Regions from separate parts of the Anas platyrhynchos genome. Here region 2 is linked to region 1. Evidence: chromatin contacts called from public Hi-C data. All regions are on one chromosome and are shown on one strand. The core of a region is the stretch at or near the end of the contact, and the rest is flanking DNA. Distances in the headings are between cores, read along the strand shown. Region 1 holds the start of TOP1 (DNA topoisomerase I). Region 2 overlaps TOP1 (DNA topoisomerase I).

Region 1 (7,815 bases), core at 2,448-4,947:
AAAATAAAGAGCTTCCAAAGCATTCAACAGTACATAATAGGTACAAATGTTTTGAGAAGATTCTCCTAATAAAAAGTGAGAGGGGAGCCGTACATCTGACTGCTCCTATTTCGTACAAGTGTCACTTTGTTCTACTGACAGCAGGGTTCAAGGATTACGCTGGTCTGGAATCCTTCTCATCAGGCAGGTCTCTCTGGCTGTGAAAAAAAGTGTAGACTAGCAATGTAAGTAGCCAAACCACAGCCTTTACAGTGGAGCTAAAACACAAATCACAACGGGCTTCTGAAGATGTGATTTTAGGGTTTAAATCTGTTTTGTAACTGGTCTTTTGTTAGTTCTCCATTGGCAGAATGAACTTGTTTTGTATTCAGAAGCTTTTTGTATTATTATTATTTTTCCCCTAAAACATTAGTGCCAGAAACTTGTTACAGAGAGCTGCAAAAGCCGAGATTCTTATGAAGGAACATCATAGAAAACAAAATAAGCAAGCTTAAATATCTTGGGACTGCTAAAAAACGGGGGAGTTGGCAATATTGTGCGCCTCCTCCTGCACTCTGAAGGACGGTCATAGACATGACTATTATGACTATTGCCATCAAACTATCAGGACAAGTACTTTATTTACTTATAAAATCTGCTTCACGGTGAAACTTAAAAAACAGTATATACATGTAGTAAAGTTGAATATAAAAGAACTAACTGAATGAACACTACATCGATGTCTTCACGTGAGGCTGAAAACAAGGCAGTGACTTGGGAAAAGTGCTACAGAGGATCCAGGGATTTGGATGCACACATTTCGTGTCCTGTATAGGTCCTAGAGCCTCCCACTTGTTTTTACCTTCCATTTCCAAGGTCTGAAACATCACAGCCCGAGCTGTTCTACGTGCTGTGGTGTTCCCTCCCCCTGTTGGCTGGTGACCTACTTGGAGCAGCAACGTGCTGCTGCACGGCCGCAGCTGCACCATCTCCATGCCCAGGCCTGGCCAAGGTGACGAGCTGCAGTGCTGCCACCTGCTCTCCCAGATGGATGCTGGCAAGCAGAGGACCAGGCGGGACTCGGCTCCTGCTGCCTCCTGCTCTGGCCTGAGCACCACGATAGCATGGAGCCTGTGCTGGCTTTGGTGCTCAGGGAAGGCAGGAGCCCTGGTAGCAGCTCCCAGCTGGAATGGGTCCCTGCTTCTCTCAGATCCTGCAAGCGTAGCTCTGTGCGCTCTTTGGGATGACCTTTTCCAAAAGAAGTGGAGGATGAAGCGCCCTACAAAGTCACAGCATGGATGCAGGCCTGGTCTGGAAAGCAGATTTCCATGCACAGAAGTGAGGACTTGGGCTGGAGCAAGCCGCAGGATCCCATCCTGACACAGAATCGTGTCGGCCTCAAAGCTGGTCAGGAAAAAGGCACCCACCTCTTTCTTAAAATGCGTGCCCTGAGCCTGAACACAGCAAGAAGCCCCAAGTGCACCAAATAAATCAAAGCTCACAATTCACCAGGACCAAGAAGCGGAGGCTTTCCTACAGCTTTTATACGCAGGACGATTTACGATTTAATTTAAACGCGCCGTTTCCAGCTGTTTCGTTTTGCAAGCAATCACCTAGGCTACATTAACCTGATGGTGACGTACTGCTGTCCCGGGGAGCCCTCAGAGAGGCAGAGCGAGACCACAGTGCTCAGAGCTGTGAATTTCCCCGTTTATCTTGGCGGGGGTGAACACGATTTTGCCAGCAAAGCAGGTCCACACACCTTCAGTGTGTCATTGCCAGCCTCTACTGTCAAAAGGGCTGGCTGTACAGCAGTGTGTCTTTTGTGGGCTGTTCCCTTCCTTCGCGTAGAGCCTCCCACCATCGAGGGTTGTGAGCTGTGAAGGGGGTGAGGGAAGGTGCTGCAGTTCTGTTGGAGCATCACAGAGCAGGTTATAGGTTTGGAAGGGGGCTGTGAGGTGTTATAGGGGGCTGTGGGGGGTGTTACGCTTCAATACACCTCTGAACAAGTTCTAATTCTCCCTGCCTCTTGGGTTCTGCCAGGGGAATGGTGGCAGGGCAGCGGCTTCTCACAGGCTCTGGTCAGACCTTCAGCTGACCCTGGGGGACACTGTGGTCGTTATCAGGACCTGAGCTCGCAAACTGGGCAGCTCCCTTCGCAGGCAGAGCTCGGCTTGCTGGGTCCACATACAAGGTGTGTGGCCTCCCGTGCCGCTTCGGAGGCTCCCTTCTGCAACCAGAAGTGTGCTCAGAAATGCCTTGAAGATGGCAGCTGCTGGAAGAGGTGGTGATCCTTCCCTCTGACCGGAGTTGCAGCAGCTCCCTTTCTTGCGAGGCCTTCTGAGCAAGGCTTCTTGGGGGGCTGGAGATATGTAATCTTTAACACAAAACTGCTTCTTCAGAAGAAAGGGCTTTTAGGAATTTCCAGTGCCCAGCTCTGGACGTGCCAGCCCCCACCACAAAGCTCAGGCTGTGCGGCTCTGCCCGGCAGTGAACCTCTGGCTGCTCCAGGAGCCTCCTCTCATCCCATTCTCGTGAGCTGGGGGCAAGCACCTCTTCGCACAGGAGAGGTGTCTGAAGCAGCTTTTTGACTGTTTATATTTAAAAATCTAACAGTGACTAAAGCAGTTTGCATAATAAACAGCTCTAGAGCCAGAAATATTTGTCTGCTCTGGTTAAAAAAAGGAAGTCCTCAGATCCTCTTCTGAAGACTGCAAGAAAGTGACAGAGTTTTCCCTTTGTGGCACATAAATATGCAGCGCAAATAGGTGGCTGCTGTCCCTGTTACATTTTGATGTATCTCTTCAGATAACCTGGCAGGGCTGGATTATTTTAGTGTCAAACCAAAGCTCTGCTCGCGTGTGGAAGCGGAGGAAAGGTGCAGGGTGTGCTGTGGTGCAGGGGGGAAGCTCCGAGACCGGGGGCAGCCCTGGGAGCCACGAACAGGCCACAGGCACCAAATCTGCCACACAGCACAGCGAAAGGAAACCCCAGACCAGGAGCAATGTCCTCTGACGGGGCTGGGCTGGGGGTTATGGGGCTGCGTCGTTGTGGGAAGGTCCGTGCTTTGTACAGCTACAGGAAAATGAAGCTTTTGTTGTCTTTTTACACTCAGTTTCCTCACAGGAGGAAAAATTAAAAGGCCTGTTCGTACTGTGGAGAAAAAAAATATATAAAAATAAAACTGTTGGCTGATCCCTTTTAAAAAGCAGGAGCCGCCGAGGGGCCGCCCCACACCTCCCCCCCACCGCCCGGCGCCGCCATCTTCCCTCGGCGGCGCGGGGCGGGGCCAGCGCCGGGGGGCGGGGCCCGGGATGCAAAGAGAGCCCTGCAGGGGTGGGGCGGGGCGCATGCGCAGCGGGGGAAGGGGCTCTTACACAATGCCGCGGGTTCGTCCGGCGGCGGGGAGGGGCGTGGCGGAGCATGCAAATGAGGGGCAGCTCGCGCGGCGCGATTGGAGGAGAGGGAGGAAGGGGGCGGGGCCGGATATGTAAAAATCCCCGCGGGAGGGGGGCGGGCGAGTCGGCGGCGTTCGGAGGGAGCGTGAGGACGGCGGCGGGGGAGGGGGCGTGGCCTGTATGTAAATCCACCCGGCGGTGGGCGGGGCCTGTATGCAAATGAGAGCCGCCGTTTCCTGGCGCCCGCCCCGGCGTTCTGTCTAACACTGCCTCGGCCCCGCCCCTTGGGTAAAAGGCTCCGCGGCTGCGCAGTGCGCCGAAAGTCGGACTTAGCGTCTGTTACACAACGGCTGGGCAGCCAGGGGCTGCGCTCTCAGCGCGTCCCCGCTCCGCGCGTCCCCGGCGGCTCGGCTCGGCTCGGCTCGGCTCCCTTCCTCCCTCCGCTCCTGCTCCTGCTCCGCTCCTGCTCCCGCACCCTCCGGCATGAGCGGGGACCAGCTGCACAACGATTCCCAGGTGAGCGCCCCCGCACCGCCCCCCGTGCCCCGGGGGTCCCCAGCCCCTCGCCGCCCTTTTTGGGGGGGGGTCCCTGCAGAGCCCCCCCCCCCCCCCTCGCTGCCCCCCTTTCAGCGCTGGGGTTCGCGGCCCGGTGCTGCCCCCTGCTTGCCCCCCTAGGGGGTGACCCATGGGGTTGGGGTGAGCCCTGTCAAGCCGGCCTGGCCCCCCCCAGACCCCTCGCTGAGCCCCCCCGGGGGACGGGTCCTCGCTGGGGGCTGGGGGGCGGCGGGGAGAGGGGGAGGGGGCGTTGGGGAGACCCCCCCATCCCCCCTATTCCCCATATCCCCCCCCATCATCCCCATCCCGGGGTGGTTTTTAATTTTTTTTTTAATTTTTTTTTTTTTTTTGGGGGGGGGTCCCCGCCGTGAAGGACACCTCGGGCATGGCGCTGCTCGCGGGGGCATTGAATTAAAAATCATTAAAAGGGGGAGGGAGGAATCGGGGATGAAGGTGGCGGTGGGGGGGGGGGGGGGGGGGTGAATTAAAAGGGGGGGGAGGAATTAAAGGAGGGGGGTACACGGGGTGTAGGGGGGGGGCTGCCCCCCTGCCGGGACGGCTGTTTTCACGGGCTCTCCGTTGTCTCCTCTCCCCGCAGATCGAGGCGGATTTCCGAGCCAACGGTGAGTGAGCGCGGCGGCCCGGCCCGGCCGCAGCCACACACAGACATGGCGTCCCAGAGACTAAGTCCCGGCTCCGCGCTCCCCGGCCCCATTGTTCCCATCCAGCCGCCCCCGGAGCCCCCTTCCCGGCCCCCCCGGCTCCCCACCGCCCCCTCAGCCCCTAGCGGGGGCACCGCCGGCTCCCCAGGGCTCCTCTCGGCCCCCTCGGAGCCGTTTTTGGGCCCCGATTCCTCGCTGGAAAGTCGCCTTGTCGACGGTCGGGACTTAGTCTCTGCGCCATTTTCTTTTTTTTCCTCCTCGCTTTGCTGTGTGGCTTTCGGCTCCTTCTCCTCCTCCTCCTCCTCTTCCTCCGCCTCCTCCTCCTCCTCCTCCTCAGCCGCCCTCCTGCCGGGGAGCCCGGCCCCAGCCCCTGCTCGGGAAAGCCGAGGGGGTTTTATTTATTTTGGGGGTTAAAGAAATCCCCGAGCCGTTTTTATCGCTCCCTTCCCCCCCCCCCAACGGCTCCCCGGCCCTGTTCCTTTCAGGGAATCCCTCCCTCCCTTCCCCTAAAATGAAAGGTGATTGCAACATGTTGCTCTTCAGCAGGAGCTGCTGCATCCATTTTACGAGCACCCCCTGCTCCTCTCCTGCCCTGCGAACTGACGGGACTTTACCTTGCTGGGTGGGGCTTTTTAATTAAAATAAAAACCCGCGGTGGGATTGGGGGAAAAAAAAAAAAAAGGCAACACAAGCAGTGCAGACGATTCCAGAAAGGCAGACAGCATCGCTTCCCAAAGTTTGCAAGCTGTAACTATTCATTTCATTTAGAAACACTGTAGGAGTCATGTGATTTTATTTATTTATTTTTATATATACATATATCTGCCTGTTATTTATATTCGTACATATTCCTACAAATTGCCCGCTAAACCTCATGGCTCCTGCCTTTTCTGGCTGTACATTAATTTTTCCAGGATGCTGAGCGATTGCAACCCCCTCCCCGTGCCATTTAGTGCCAAACCAAAGGGTTTGAGCAAGGAGGGGGGAACTGGCGGGGCCCGACCTACCTTTGTGTGCCTGTGTTGTTGTCATGCTCTTTGGGATGTCTGAGGAACTCTGAGCTCTCCCCTGAACGGTAGAGGCCAAAAAAATGATGAAGATGGCTTTGCTTTACTCAATGCTCTCTTATAACAATATTTAGCATGCTTTTCCGGGCAGTGCCCATGTGCCCCGGTTGCTTTGTAGGCTAATGTGTGTAAATATTTACAAATCTACGTTTGTCTGCACCTTTCCTTCTGTCCATTCATCGGAATGTGATTGTCTGTGTGCAGCTGGAGTCTGCATTAGTTTTTGAACTTTATTCCCATTCTGATGCTATAGCAAATCTCTAGGAGTAAATTTTAGCAGGAAGAAAAAGGCCAAGTGGATTTCCCAAGAAGTGCAGTAGGAACTCTTGAAGCAACTTAAATACAAGCATGTATTTGAATACTTGTAGCCTTTTTACTCTGGGAAATATTTGCCTCACGATCATTTCTATTTAGGGAAAAGTACTCCCTGGAAAGCTTCAGTTACTTGCTGATTTACATAGGGGAGATGATGCACGTTCGACCCTTCCCCTTCAGCTTCCAGTGAAGCTCTTTGAGGATTTTCTCTCCTCTATTACGACCACGGGCCGTGTTATTCTTACAGGGTTTTAGGCATTCAGTGCTTAAAACTCCCCCAGTTTTGATTTCTACCATGTGTTGGAAGAATTCAGGATGCAAATTTAAAGTAAGATACCTTGATGTAAAAACTGAATTCCTGGTAAATCGAACACGCAGCAATATTTGTACCAGTGTAGGTATCAGCACCCTTTTCCTCCTATTGAAATTATTTTTATGGCTGTCACGAAACATTGTGGCTGCTCGGAGGTCCCAAAAATCCGAAATCCTCTTCAGTGGTGAAAGGTGCGTGTAACCCTGTTAGTCCTGTTAGGAGAATAATGCTGAATGGTCGCTGTCCTCCCTGACCTTGTGACCAGGACTGATCTTCCTGAAAACCTGTCACCTCCGCTTGTGCTGCGGCTTGTTTCCTCCACCCAGGAGTTCTTTGCACTTCTGTGTTGGGAATTGTCACGCATGGCCTGAGAAAAGCAGCTCTGGCTTAGGCATAGCGGCGAGGCTCTGGCTCTTATTCTAGTTTTCGTCCTATTTAGTGGCAAAGGGGGCAAGTGGGTGGTGGGAATCTCAAGTACGTTTTCTTTTAAGAATTGGTTTGTGCTTTGGTTATTGTCAGACAGCTCGGAACAGCAGAGGCAAAGCCTCCTTTTAGGCTGCCTTCACATCTTCACGTTTTGGGAAAGGGACGTTTTTCTGAGGGCTAATCCGAACTGTTGAATGGACCGGCAGTGAACGTTTTCATTAACAAAAAGTGCTTTGGGTGACTTCTGATTAGTGTATCAGTCATAGGGCAACTTAAGCACTTGAAAGCTTCCTGTTGTTACAAATGTCTTTCGTATTTAGGTCAGGGGACACGCTGCCTTCCCCGCCATCACACAAGTTGTTGCAGCCCAAGCTGGGTGGGTGGAGGTGGATCTGCCAGCTGATTGCAGGTCACTCAGGAGCCCGCTGGCTGTAGCAAAGAACTTGGATCTTGTTACGGACCGGTTTCATTGATAGCAGGATACTATTAGGTATGAGAGAGGATGCCACTTGTAAATACGTGTTCTTGGCTATTTCTTGACATCGAATCGCCAGATCCCTCTGGCTACTCTAAGCAAGAGTGTCCTGGGCAAATTCCAGCTTGGGTAATTGCATTCCATCTCGATATCCAGATTCTCCCTCCTGTTTAATTTGGCCATAGCGGGTAATTTTTTTCACCTTAACTGTATTTTTAGTGGCGGTACGCACTGCAAAGAATTTTCCATGTTCAGTCCTAGCGGTAGCTGTTTGCAAACCATCCCGCGAACAATACTGTGCTGAAACAGTAAGTCCTTTTTGCAAGTAACATCCTACAGTCTTCAGCATTCAAGAAGGGAAGCAGCAGTCTAAACCTGTCATTTCCAAGAACAGCTTGGTCATTGGAAATGACCCCTTCTCCACAGCTGTGAGTGTTGAGTCATAACCATGTACCCTGGAGTACAGAAGAGGTTCTGAATTTTTTTTCCTCACTGGGTGAATTTGAGATCACTTCAGATGTAAAACCTGCTTGGATTCTGTTTAGTTTAGCTGTAAGAGCTTTATTGCTAAGGTTGAATAGAACAGCTTCTTGCCCCTGAGGACAACCTTGAGACTGAAAGGAAT
Region 2 (7,815 bases), core at 1,778-4,277, 37 kb after region 1:
TTAATAGCTTTTGATTTTTACCAGCAGTTGGAGGGGAGGGAGCTGCTTTGCAGGGAAATACTGGAGAATTGTCCCCTGTCTAAAGGGTTGTCTTTGCTGTGATGTGACAAGACAGAGTCCTTGGAGGAAGATGTAAAGCACAGCAGGTGAGCAGAGGCAGTGGCTGGTAGGCTCTGAGATGCTCTGCCCTGCTAATGAGAATCCCAATAGCCATACTTTTACATTTGGCAATGAAATGTGAGTGAAAATAGCTGTCACTCCACTAGAAATTAGACAAAACTTACAAGGCACCGAGAATGTGGGATTTTCCAATGGTTTCTACCTGTATGGGGAGTTCTTACAGCATTTGATACAAACCTCTTGCTAAAACTGAAATTGAATCATTTAGAAAAATTTCTTAGATTAATAGAATTGCACTTAAATCTTGAGAAATTCCGTTCTGTACTTCCAGTCATCAGCTTTTATGTGCAGGAGATGTTCTGTATCTTTTTTAGCTCTTAAAAAGATTGAGCTGTGTGTTAGCAGAAATCCAAGCCGTTGTTGCTGGAGAAGCTTGGGTTTGTACCTGTGGGATGCGTTGTGCAGCGTGTGAAGCATCCCCTGACTGCTCGCTGAGAAGTTTGGTGTTGCGTCACGCATTGTACGCAGTTTTAGAGCATTGTCTGGTTGCATCCAAAGCAGATCATTTTTAATGTCCGTCTGCAGTAGTTTCACCATTTCATCTCCTGCCTGGTACTAAAACAAGCTTTTTAAAATAAAACCTACGTCAACAAGGCAGAAAAACTTCCGAATAAATGTTTCCTGTATCCAGACTTTGAAGGAAGTATCTACGCTGTCAAGATAAATCCCAGAAACACCTAAAATAGATTATCTTAATTTCATATGGCAGAAGTGTGTGGACTGGGATGTGGAACTTCCTAATTTTGCTTCTTGCTTTCTTCCATTCCCACTCACAAGATGACACTCCTGTATCTTAATCTTAATCACTTATAGCTTTGTAGCTGTAGTGTACTGGGAGAGCCTTCATGTGCCTCATCAGGGTCTTCTCAAAGATCTTTCACCCTCCAAGAAAGTGCAAAGCCCATAAAACAAAACTGAGAGAATAAATCCACATCGTTATCAAGCAATCACTACCCAGCAAAGTGTTTTCTTTTGTTCCTTTTCTCAACCCTTTATTTCCTGATCCCCCAAAGAAAACCCTACACGCACTCATTAAATATAAATGTCAGTAGTTAAAAAAATACAATGAAACAAATCTGATGTGGCAATAGGTTTCTGATCTCTGGGTGACGAGCATTTCAAACAGGGAGGCCATGTAAAATAATGAAATAATGGTCCCTTTGAAGCCAAGGCGTGCAAGAGATTGGTTTCGAAGTGTTCCCAGTAACGAGCGTCTTTCTGCTGGGTGTCTTGGGCTTTGCGTGGAGCGTGGCCGGCGCCGTGCAGAACTGGCTGTGACAGTGAAAGGGAGCAAAGAGGCTCCTCTCGCAGTGCTGATCCCTGCTGTCAGTGTGACAGGCATCTGAGCTGCAGGAAAAAATCCTCTGTCAGATTGCATATTCCCTTCGTTTACAAAATCTCCTGTGATCACAGCTTGAGATGAACAGAAGCAGGGAACATACGGGATTTATAGACCTGATCTTCACTGGCATCTTCTGAGTTTTGTGGTTTTGCTAGGAAAAACAGATCCAAGGCATTTGCTTGTGGTGAATGAAAATAAATTTCAGCTCTGGCATCTCACACACCTCCTGACTGATTTACTACGTGATCCCGAGCTGCGAGGAGCTGTGTGCATCTGGGGCACGAAGAGGCAGAGAGATCTGACTTGGGGTTTCAGTGCCCCTGTTCCCCTGGTGTGGGTGCTTCAGTTTTCCTCCCCCTCTTGAGTGCGGTTGACCTCCATTAGCTTTCTAACGCGATCCCTTCTAGCAGCAAAAATTTCTGCTTTTTCAGTTAATGGCGTACTGGTGTACATTTAATGGTGTAAATTACAAATTACAAAATCACAAATGGTGTACATTTAATGGTGTCAATTTGACTTCCGAGTATTTTTGTCACCTACTGATTAATGCAGCTTTTTATCTCGTTCCCCTTGCTGAAAGCTTGATCTCTTATCTGCGAGCACCGAAGGAAAGGCTCCAGCTCTGGGAAAAAGTGGCTTCAGATTTTTACCATAATGCTGAAATCCCAGCAGAGAACCATCGAGGCTCACGTGCTCATGCCTTGTAACACCATACAACAGCTCTCTAGCAGCGAGCACAAAACACTGCAAGGCAGCTGAAAACTTGTCCTTTGCTGGGGTGCCTCCTGTTCCTGAAACTCTCCCCGCACAGCCAGCCGGTCCTTGGCATGTGTTAGTCTGCACGTGAGCCCATTTTTCCATTAGTCCCATGCTACGTCAAAGGAGACACAGGCCGTGTAACGTAGGCTTTGTCCCTTTGTGCTTTTAGATTTAGGTAAAATCACAGCTTCCTTTTATTTTACGCTTCAGTGGTGCTGCAGCAGTTAGCGAGGAGGCAAGCGGAGCTCTGCTTGCGGCAGGCTCTGCTGCTTGCTAGTAGCAGCTTCTCAGCCACGAGCTAATTACAGCTGAGAAAATGAGAGAGGAGAAATAAGAGACGCTTCAGATAAAGCATCCTTCTCAGCTTGTGATTTTGAAGCTGGAATGGAAGAGGGCCTGGGAAGGGATTATTAACGTACATAAATGGCACCTGAAGAATTCAGTGTTGAATTACGGCGAAGCTGTTGCAGTTTGGAGAAGGAAGCCGTGAGCAGCACATCTGCTGCTCTCTGGGAGCGCTTTCCACTCTCGCCTTTCCCGAGTGGTCGCAGCCGAAGCAGCTGCTGCCAGGTGCCCGCTCTGCCTCCCGCTCCTGCCTTCCTGCGGGCATCCTCGCCGGGCACCGCAGCTGTGCTTGCAGGCAGAGGGTCGCTTCTGGTAGCTTTATCGCCTTGTGCACATCAGCCTCAAAGCCCCGAGGCCTTCCAATGGCCTTGTTCACGCTAAAATTCGAGGCAGCACGCTAGCAAAAAGGCCGCAGTGCGCTAGGAGACGCGCTGCTGCTCGTCTGCCCTTGGTCTGAACAACGCCAGTGCCATGGGGGGGCCCCGGGTGATGCAACCCCTGGTTCTGCCTGCACCGGGGTGGGGTTATGGCATCCTACTCGCTTGTATTTTACGTTCAAAATGCCACATGGAGGAGGTTGTCAGTGTTAAGCACTGCCAGAGGTGCGGAACTCGGAGCGCTGTTCAGTTGTCATGGCCGGGGTGCCGAGGAAGGCCTGGTGCTGTCGGCGAGGCTGGGCATTTCTAACACAGCGTGGGAACAAGCGTGTTGTCACCAGCCGTGCAGTGAAATTCCCTGTCTTCTGGGGGTTTTGCTGTCCCACTTCAGTGACTCGCAGCTGGTTTGTTGGCAGGAAGGTACAGCACAGGATCCGCAGTGCTCTGAGACAGGGATTCAGGATAAAAAATATCTGGGTGCCTGTGGTATCGAGCCCTTTTTATTCGCTTGTTCTGTTTGTTTGCTTTTAAAGAAAAGTGAGTTTTTCCTCCAATTTTGAATTGGCGAGGAAGACAGACTTCGGATCTTTAAATTGTTCCCAATCCCTCCTAATAATAGCTTTGAGGATGTCTGGAAATAGCTTTCTGATGGAAGGCTGAAGCCTCTTCTTTAGGGTAAGGCTGGCATCCTGTTGCCTCCTCTTTTCTTTCGAGATTAGCGTGGTGGTTAAATTGTGTTCCCCTGGAGGCTCACATAAGTGTCTTAGCTAACTGAAAGACCAAAGCTGCTCAGCTTGCTGGCTGCAGTTGGTATGTGACAAACTTGCTTTGCTTTTGGAGAAAAATAACTTATTTCTATTAGGATTGTTGGTTGATGACTTTGTTGTCAGTGTGTTCCCAAACAAGCTTTATCAAGAGACGCAGATTTCAGGCTCTGCCAGGGACAAGTAGCACATGCCTTCGTCTCTTCGTGTCACCTGGGGGATTTCTTCCAGCCTCGTACCAGGGCCCCAGGTCTGGCCACCAAGGCCGTTGTTTTGAAAACGAAGCTGCGGAGTGAAACCGGAGACCGACTTATCTTGGGTTATCTGAGCCCATGTTGCTTCAGTGAGAAATCTGCTTCAGTGCTTGCTGCAAAGCAAAGAGGAAGGATGGTCTTGTGATTTATTTAAGGGGAAAAAAAAAAAAGAGGATGGACTGAATCAGGAATCCAGCCTTCTAGCTTCTGACCCCAGTGATGGTAAATGTCAGCTTCAGACTGCACACTGCTTTTCAGTGGTGGCCGTGATGGTGGCCTCTGAACAGGGACATCATTCAGGTTTCTACTGAAGCCACCAAAAGTTTTTAGCACTTTTTTCTTCCAGCAGTAGCGTGTAAGCATTCGGCAAACATAAAGACTGTCACTGCTTTTCTAGGCCAATTGGATTTTCTGCCTTTGTCAGTTTTAGCTTTGCAGGTGTAGATTGCCATCTATTAATCTGCTCTTAGTCACGTTTTGTGTACTTCCTGGGCTCTACTTAGCACACTGAAAGCTTGTGCTTTTGGCTGCCAGTGAGAATGAGTATGGTGCTTCTGAAAACTTACCTTTAAAAAAAAAATCTTTCTATTCCAAATTCCCAATGCAACGGGCACAGTCATGAACTGTACCCTAGAGAGCTAACCCCATTGATGGCAGTGGGTACTGTGCTTTGGAGATGCAAACTGTTGACAGAGTAGAACATGTTGTTGCGAGTAGAATTTAAATACCAAATAAGAACAATAAAGTGTCAGAAAGGAGATGTAAGCAGACTTACAGAAAGCAAGATGGATCTAAGCCCTGTGTTTCGTTGTTTTTGTTTTTCCTCTGTATGATGGTACACGTTTGTAATTGAAATACTTTAATCTTTGGTGAGCGAGGTGCCTGTCTTGCATACAGATAACAGAACAAGGCGTCAGGTCAGCATTTCCAGACTTTTGAGTTTAAAAAAGATTGCTAACACCCAGGGGGTTTGTGCTTTTGGTTGCTCGGTGAATCTAGTTGAAGCAAAGGAAGAACGAAATGGGCATCTGGAGTCTGAGCTACCGATGAATAAACAGGATAAAGAAACTGGCACGCCTAATCTGAGCAAGACTAGCAGGCATCTCCTGGGTTTCTGAGGTTCAGTGTCGGGATGTTCTGTATGTACTTGCATGTCTTGATCACACCGTGTACATAACACGATCTGCTGGGTAAGAATAGTCTGCAGTTGTTAAACCTTCACTCACAGCCAACATGTGGTGCTGTGCGTCTGTCTGCAAGAATTTCTAGACTGCCAGTGGCCTTTTAATGTTTAGGCATTTCGCTTTGGTTTTATATGTAGTGTAAGGAGAAGTTGCTAGAGAGTTAAAAACGAAACTGGTTTCTCTTCCTACTGATCTCTTTTGATGCAACACAGTATACGAAGGTACTGATTTCCTCTAGAGATTAATTTTCTTACTTTATCCACTTGGGTTTGGAAGGCCAGCGTGTATTTATTGGAGTATGCGCTACCCTAAGCTTGAATAATTGAAACCTCTCGTAGGTTCAGGGCCATTTGTGCTGGTGTTACGTGAGGTTCTGAACCTCGCTGGACTTTACACTGCGGCTGGGTGTGGGTTGACGTGTCTGTGACTGGTTGCCTTCCTCTTAGTCACACGCAAGCATTAAGGGAGCTGGTTAACATGCTGCTTGCTTTCCGTAGGCATCAAACATCCAAGCCTCCTGCAGTCTGTTTTTTTATAGAAACAAGACTCGAAGCCTATGTCTTTGTTAAACCTCCCCCTGGCATTCCAGGCTTGCTGTTTTCCGGGGCCGTATTCTCCCAGGTTGGTTTGGGCTTCACTTCAGTGTTGAAATAACCAAAATAAGGAAGCTGCCTGCTTCTGGTACAGCTTTGCATTAAATTGCGTCTTCTGAAGGAGAAGCAGAGTGTCCCAGAGGGGGATGTCTCAGGGATGGAGTGTGCAAGTGTGAGGAGGAGTGTGAACTGCCAGCGTGAGGAAGGCAGCTTGCTTGGTGCCTAACCATGCCCAGCAGCAGAGAGCCCCATTTCCACTGTGCCTGTGGCTTGCTTGAGCCCGCCGTGATGCCGGAGTGCACCCAGCCATACATACGGGTGTGTGTTGGAGGCACGTCATGTATAGGTGTGTATTTGAGGCACGTTGAATTGACAGGCTCCTTGTTTGGCTTCTGCAGCAATGCGACTAAGCCACGTGCTCAGTCCTTACAGTTTGTACCGTGAGTATGGTGAGAGCATTTCTTCGTTTTCTGGCTCCAAGCTGTCATTCCACAAGAAACTCATTTTCAGTTGTAAGCAGGGATGTTTCCTAGCTTGCTTTCTGGTTGATGGGGAAAGTTGGAAAATGCGCTCTGAATTTACCCAAACATCTCCGAAATCAGAAAGGGATGAAACTGGATTTTAAAAGTACCTCTTTTTTTTTTTTTTTTTTTTTTCCTTGGGGGTATCTTTTTCCTCCTTTCTGACTTGGGGCATTAGGCAAGCAGTGCTGTAATGTCAGGCTGAGCTCTAGCAGAGCACCTCTGGTGGGTGCCCGTCCCCGTCCTGGCCTGCGGTGGTTCTGGGGCCCAGCTGCTGAAACAGCTCCGAGTGAGGACTGCGGCGTTATTCCTGCCTTTTCTGTTTGACTTTGCATAAGCACAAGGACACCGCATATCCTGTTCGCTCTGGTTTTCCCATCTGTTTGAGAACAGTGGAGATCAGCGATTTTCTCTTGGTTCCAGAGATGAGGGCTGTTAAACTTGTTGTCGGAACAAAAGCTCACATGGGCATTGACAGGATGGACAGCTCGATTGCAGTGACCTTTTCTGTGGATGTAAAGAAGAAAAGCAGAGATAGTGGGAATTCAACCTGAAGCGTTGTAGTACTTCAAACGGAGCAGTTGTGGATTTCGTTGGCAGTCCAGGCTGACGGGGGTTTCCTGATGGGAAGTGGTGGCTGTGGTTTTGTGGCGCGTTCCTCTTCCTCCTGAGGAAAATGGAAGACGTGTAGCAGGAGGTTGGGTTGGATCTTTCTGTCCAGGCTATCACTTACATTTTGGGGTTGGTAGTGATGTGGGCTCTCTTTTTACCATTGGGGGTTCAGTGTATTGGTTACGTTGCTTCGAGTGTCCCCAAATGTACACTTGTCTTGCAGTGAGCACAAAGATTCCTCGGAAAAGAAACACAAAGACAAGGAGAAAACCAAACACAAAGATGGCAGCTCAGAGAAACACAAAGACAAACACAAAGATAAAGACAAGGAGAAGAGAAAGGAAGAGAAGGTAGGTGTCTCCTGTGGGACAGATGAGAGGATGGTTTTGATTTATACTGCTGTATGGTGAAAAGTCAGTGGGGTGCAGGTGGCTTACACCTCAGAGTTTTTATGAACCTGCAGAGAGGTATCCCAACACTGATGACTAGAGAGATGTGTTTTGTGGAGTGCTAGGTGAGAAGATGCAAGGGCTTTATCTGCAGGTATTGGAAATGGAAACAGTTCCTCAGTGGAGCTGTGTCTGTTTGTTTTACATTTTTCCATGTTAGTATTTTTCACTTTGCCAAACTTAAATTCAGAGACAAGGAAAGAAAAAAATCTGTTAATCTCATTCCTTCTGTATGAGGATAAACAGACAGGCACTGAATGTTGGACTAATTACACACTTCAGTTCCTTCCATAGCTGGGAGTCAAGGGCCAGAAAATACTGGATCAACTAGTACTTACAGAAAATGTTGGCTCTTTGGTGCATCATGTTGTTCTCAGGACTGCAGGGGATAAAGGTGCCCTTTGGTTCCTTCAGCAAATTAAGTATCCTGCCTGT

The links. A called contact is a pair of places that touch in the nucleus more often than the background predicts.
Region 2: a Hi-C map of F1 follicle shows a contact between it and region 1, with 2.3 times the contacts expected there. The contact joins the enhancer-like site here to the promoter of TOP1 in region 1. A contact is called at or near these places in 7 of 8 Hi-C or Micro-C datasets (F1 follicle, F5 follicle, liver and 3 more).

Annotation. Positions count from the first base shown.
Region 1 is chr21:8,344,633-8,352,447 of IASCAAS_PekinDuck_T2T, forward strand. TOP1 (DNA topoisomerase I) reads left to right here and starts at 3,698. Exons shown (of 21, transcript XM_027472938.3): 1 at 3,698-3,893; 2 at 4,531-4,555. The coding sequence starts at 3,861.
Region 2 is chr21:8,382,129-8,389,943 of IASCAAS_PekinDuck_T2T, forward strand. TOP1 (DNA topoisomerase I) reads left to right here. Exons shown (of 21, transcript XM_027472938.3): 4 at 7,155-7,281. Among named protein-coding and RNA genes, the nearest start is that of PLCG1, 33 kb to the right of the region's middle. Within about 2 kb of position 3,028, at least 2 of the 8 cell types and tissues checked have an H3K27ac peak or open chromatin away from gene starts, as enhancers often do. A contact at or near this core is called in F1 follicle, where this site is marked.